2 separate regions of the Gasterosteus aculeatus genome follow, and region 1 is linked to region 2. Evidence: chromatin contacts called from public Hi-C data. All regions are on one chromosome and are shown on one strand. The core of a region is the stretch at or near the end of the contact, and the rest is flanking DNA. Distances in the headings are between cores, read along the strand shown. Region 1 holds the start of hemk2 (HemK methyltransferase 2, ETF1 glutamine and histone H4 lysine). Region 2 has its middle 8.1 kb from the start of LOC120826872.

The links. Hi-C and Micro-C count contacts between places; a contact is called where the count stands out from the background.
Region 1: a Hi-C map of blood and trunk muscle shows a contact between it and region 2, with 19 times the contacts expected there. The contact joins the promoter of hemk2 here to the enhancer-like site in region 2. A contact is called at or near these places in 2 of 6 Hi-C or Micro-C datasets (blood and trunk muscle and skeletal muscle).

The regions. Positions count from the first base shown.
Region 1 is chr1:27,914,468-27,917,167 of fGasAcu3.hap1.1, forward strand. It overlaps hemk2 (HemK methyltransferase 2, ETF1 glutamine and histone H4 lysine), which reads left to right and starts at 1,407. Exons shown (of 6, transcript XM_040172232.2): 1 at 1,407-2,173; 2 at 2,260-2,346; 3 at 2,430-2,520; 4 at 2,589-2,672. The coding sequence starts at 2,049. It overlaps LOC120816559 (protein jagunal homolog 1-B), which reads left to right. Exons shown (of 4, transcript XM_040172264.2): 4 at 1-360.
Region 2 is chr1:27,266,475-27,269,174 of fGasAcu3.hap1.1, forward strand. No RefSeq gene overlaps it. Among protein-coding and RNA genes, the nearest start is that of LOC120826872, 8.1 kb to the right of the region's middle. Within about 2 kb of position 1,432, at least 2 of the 9 cell types and tissues checked have open chromatin away from gene starts, as enhancers often do.

The DNA of each region.
Region 1 (2,700 bases), core at 157-2,656, 650 kb after region 2:
TACCTGGAGGAATACTGTACTCACATGTAAGTTAATGTTCTGCAAACAAATCCAAAAAGTAATTGAAATATTAAACAGGATCATTTCACTTTACGTTGCCAAAGCCAGACTTCAGAACGTGGTTTCAGTAAGTCTTCCGTTTTCAGTTTATTTGGCTCCTTCACCGTCTCTTTGGTGGTGTTTTGCAACACAGCTTCATTGCTCTCTGAGGCTGTTGTGTGTACAAACAAACCCTGAAGGACACCACATGTCCTGTGAGCAGGCTGCTAACTGAGCTAATTGTTTGCACCGCAGATCTGTAACGCATAAAACCTCTGAAATAAACCTTTAAGAATCTTCTGAAGGAGACGTTGATCATAACGTGTCTAATTGAATGATTTCTGTCGTATTAATTGAATCGAATAATCATGCAATCAAACACTAACACCGCCCGCTGCAAGGCTACATGGCTGCGAGGCTTCATGGAATGCATCATCCGATGAGATCATGCAAGTGGAAATAATTATCTCAACTCTTGTCATTTCTGTGTATGTCTTATTTATAATAAGAAATTTGATGAATTGAAGCAGTGAAAGTTTATTACGGGCAAAACAAACAGAACTTACGAAGAGCACAACGCTAGAGAAATGTACAGGATGAGAGACAGTCAGAGCTCGGCTCGGTTTGTTGTTCACCAAAGTTTTTCGTTGTGTTGCTATGGTGATTTTACCAAACTTGCTCTGTGGAACCGACAAGGTGGAATCAGAGCAGACGTTCCTGAGCCACACTTGGGATTCCATCCTTTCTCCTCCGGGTGCCGTGTGTTAAGAGTCAGCTACTCATCCGAGTGAGCTGATCCCTGAAGGTCAAACGTGTTTATTTCTTCTGGGATTTGTTCTCCACTCTGCTGAGGAGGAACCTCGGAGAATCCTCAGACGGGTTTGCTCCACAGGGGAGTCGGGACTGATCCTCTCACGCATCAGTACTATGACCTTATTTTAACCGCAGTACTATTATAATAGTACGGAGTGGTAGTGGCTTCCAACTTTAGAATCTGAAGAAGAGTATTGAGGTTCGACTTGATGACTCCACAATCACCAGAATTATGCAGTGTGCGGTGGAATAGCTCAGGGGAGCAGCTGCGAGACTGAGGTGTGGAGGGTCCTTGGTTCAAACCCCCTCTCTCTCAGATGGAGCACATGAGTGCAGTTTTGGATTCAATCTCTCTGACTTGCTGCTGTGGGTTTAAGCCCAGTCATGGGGATGAGTCTTAGTGTTTGAAAGAGTTTTGAGGTTTAACTCGCAAGCTGAAGGTTAAATAGTAGAAATGAGATCCAGATCAATGTGAGATGAGGTGGCGCAGAAGCAAAGCATCTGTCTCCAACCTCCGTTGTAGGTTGTGGGTTCAAGCCCACTTGTGGAAATGAGTCTTAGTGTTTGAAAGAGTTTTGAGGTTAAATTCACCTTCTCACGGTTAAATAGGAGAAACAAAGTTTATCTAGTGTGAGCAGGACTGGTGGCGTAGTGGTGCAGGGGCCCAAAACCTCTGTAGGTGCTAGTGGGTTCAAATCCCACCACTGCCAGGTCTTGTGTGCGCTACCGTGGAGGTAGTAGTGGGGGCTTTGTCCCCACTGGTTGTTTCAGACAAGTTGAGCCTGGGGGTTATGCAAACAGAGAAGGGGACATGCCCAGAGTTTAGGTGGCATTGACAAGCATCTTTTGAATGAAGAAGTGAACTAATTGCTTTAAGCTGTATGTATAGTACCTTTTGGCATTTATAGCCCTTTTTTCTGCCTTACATATTTCTATTTATGTCTAAATGGTCAAATGGCGCGTTGAAGAAAATCATAGAACGGGTGGATATAAGTTCATGTCCTGCGGACGTTGTCAGTTTCCCGAGTCTACTGACGTCCCCTTTAGGAAAGCGTTCATTTACGTCATCGTGACGTAGAATTAGCTACACGGAAGTGGAACGTGCTGCTTAGCCAACACGCTTCAGCTCGCCGTTGATTCTCTTCTTTTTACAGAAAACACAAGCAGAAGCGGTGTCTACCTGCGACACGTGCCTAATGTTGACGCCGGTTTACTCCCACGCCGGACGGGGAGACTTCCGCGATGTTTACGAGCCGGCCGAGGACTCGTTCCTCCTGATTGACGCGCTGGAGAAAGACGCAGAGCTGCTGCAGCAGATGGGGTCAGACGCTTTCCCACCGCCGTCACCTCATCATTTCAACGTCCGTCGCCTGTGTTTTCCCGATGTTTAAATGTGGCCGTTTGCAGCCCGTGTGTGTGTGTGGAGGTGGGCAGCGGCTCGGGAGTGGTGTCCGCTTTCCTGGCGTCCTTAGTCGGACCTGGCGCGCTTTATCTGTGAGTTACGCACGCGAAGACATCAAACATGCATCGAGAAGAGTCATCGCACCACCTTATAAATGTGCGCGTCTCCCGTGCAGCTGCACCGACGTGAACCCCGCGGCGGCGCAGTGCACAGCGAAGACCGCTTCCTGCAACGATGCTCCGCTGCAGCCCGTCATCACGTCCTTGGTGAGAGTCACGCAGGCTCCCAATCACGTGTTTCCGGTGCGGGGATCTGACTCCTCCCTCTCCTCTAGGTGGAGGGCCTCCTGCCCCGCTTAAGTGGGACGGTGGACGTGCTTCTCTTCAACCCTCCCTATGTGGTCACGCCGTCAGAAGAGGTGGGTCAGCAGGTTGCCTTCAGTGTGT
Region 2 (2,700 bases), core at 182-2,681:
TGTTTCGCAACCCATTTGCCGTCGACGTGGAAACTGCACCTGTGCAGATTCAGATGCAGCTGATTGAGCTGCAGTGCAATGGGACATAAAGACAAAGTACGACACTGTTCGTCCGACACAGCTCCGTCTACATGCGGCTCGAACTTTGTGCGTGTTTGGTAGCACATATCTGGGTGAGAAGCTGTTCTCAGTGAAGACAAAAAAACAGCACACAGGAGTCGTCTCACTGATGAGCACTTTCAGTCCATCCTGAGAGTCTCCACAACACGGGACCTCACGCCAAACAAACCAACTTCTTGCCAAAAAACGATGCAAAGCATCCAGCTCTGATAAAATGGCATAAGAGCAAAGAAAACAGAATGTTTTGCATTGTTATTTGTTATTTCTGAAAAGCACAATTTTTATTTTTATATATATATATATATATATATTAGGCTGTCAAATGCTGTTTAGGCTGTCAAATGATTAAAATGTTTAATCAATTAATGAGAATCAGGATTAATCACTTTCAGAACATTCAGAACAGAAAGCAATAAATGTAGTCAAATCATAACAGTGGTCAACCACATGTTTGCACAATTTGAGTCATGTGTTGCGTTTTTATGTAGAAAAAAACATTTTCAACTTTTAAATCAAACCAAAGAACATCCTGGATCAGTGGCTCCTGCTTCTTTCCCAGGCTGACTTGTTGTGCTTGAAGCTCCGCAGCGTTTGCTGGGCTGTGCTTAAAATGACCGACAACTTTGCGAGCCTTGGCCAAAGAATTTACAAAGCCGCTGTCAGCAAGACTCACTGTGACACTTCTCTGCACCATGTGAGCGACACAGTTATTGTGTTCATAGCGTGGAAATCTAATTGCGGCAACCATGTTGCGCGCACTGTCAGTCCCAATTGTTGTCGTCTATGGCGTTATATTTGTGCCACAATCCTGAGCGCGTAATTTAAAGTTTTGAGCACAGAGAACCATATTTTAGCAAAGAAAAACATATTCCGTGCACGCAGTTTACTCAGGTGCCCTCTCCACAAACTGGTTTTCTGCGCGCAGGCAGCCGTTGCTGCGCTCGCTCCACCTCTACCACACCGAGGTAATTGTTGTTACTCACTGATGTTCCTTTTTTCTTTTTCGTTTTCATAGCACTCGTGGATTTTCGTCATTTTCGGCTCATAGGATGAGTCCGGAGACGCCACTTGCAAAACATCAAGGAAACCTGAGTCTTCTACAATGCTATTGTGTCGACAATCCTTTGCGATCCATTTCGCTATTGTGTTGGTCAAATTATCTGAGGTTGATTTTGTTAATGGTCTCCGAACATTCAGCGTGGACTGGCGCAAACGACTCGCTGAACCTGACGTCCCAGCAAACACTTTGTCGTTGACATGGTAGTTCAAGCTTGAACAGCTCCGGTGAAATTGAAACTCCTTGTTACATCTCGCCTCTAGCTCCCAACGGCACGGCACCTCCCTAGTGAGTATCTATTGTGATGAGTACTGATTTATGCCTGCAGGTGGCAGTAATGTGTTCTATAAGATGAAGTGCATTCCCTAGAGGAAGAGGTACTTTCCTGACCTGCTAATTTGTCCCACTGCGCATGCGTGAATTGTGTTAGAAAAATAGACGGAATTAACAACAAACAACTAATTAACGTCGTTAACGCGCTATTTTTGACAGCCCTAATATATATACATTCTGTTTATTCTGTTCGGCCCGCGACCTGAAGTGTGTTTTGAATTTTGGCCCCCTGTGCAATTGAGTTTGACACCCCTGTTCTAGACCCTTCTATTTTTGTGGCTAAAATGGGTTTCACGAATAAACGAAGAAGTCATTTGGGTCACAAAACCTCCGGGTTACAAACTTTCAAAATAAATGTCGTTTTTCGACTTGGGTTTTGGTTCTTGGTTTCTCAATTGAATGACGGAAAAACGAGTCGTTCTTTGTTTTCGGTCCACATCATAACTCATCAGTCAGTCTTATTCCGGTCATCTAACTCTGTGGTGTACCCGTCTTTACGGAGCGGGTTCACAGCCAGTTGGCGAAAGTTGCAGCGCAGGTGTTTGTCGGCTTTGGTCGCGTCATCTGTGACGCTTGTCAACCTGAGCTAAATAGTGACGTCATTACGGCGCCAGAGGACAATCGGGGAAATACCTTCACGTATAACGTCATAATATACTGATATACTGTGATTTGAATATTTATCATTTGAGCCGATCACACCCGGCTCATTATTGAATTATTCGTAAGTGTTGTTATGTACTTGAGCATGTCAACGAATGAGATGGTTAGAAACGGACAGAAAAGTAAAAAAAGATTGACAATTAATGTATTTATATATCATTTTATTTTAACTTTGCACAAAGACGACATCATTGTTCAAATAACCACAACAATTACATGTGTTGGTGTGACATAAATTAATGAGATGTAACATCAGACAGAGACATGATTTACCTTTCAAATACATATAGAGCTTATTGATATTTATCACATCATGTCCAAAAAGCTGATACCTTCTTTGGTCACAAATAGAATATCACTGAGACGGTAAGCAGACTGATTTACACTGAAGAAGCAGTAATAAAAACAAAACTAATTCATGCAAGAACATCATCAAAAGTGAGAGGACACCGTGTCGTGCTGCTCATTAGAGGTGTACGCTAAATATCAATTAATAAATGTAACAATTAAATACTGCAACAAGAAAC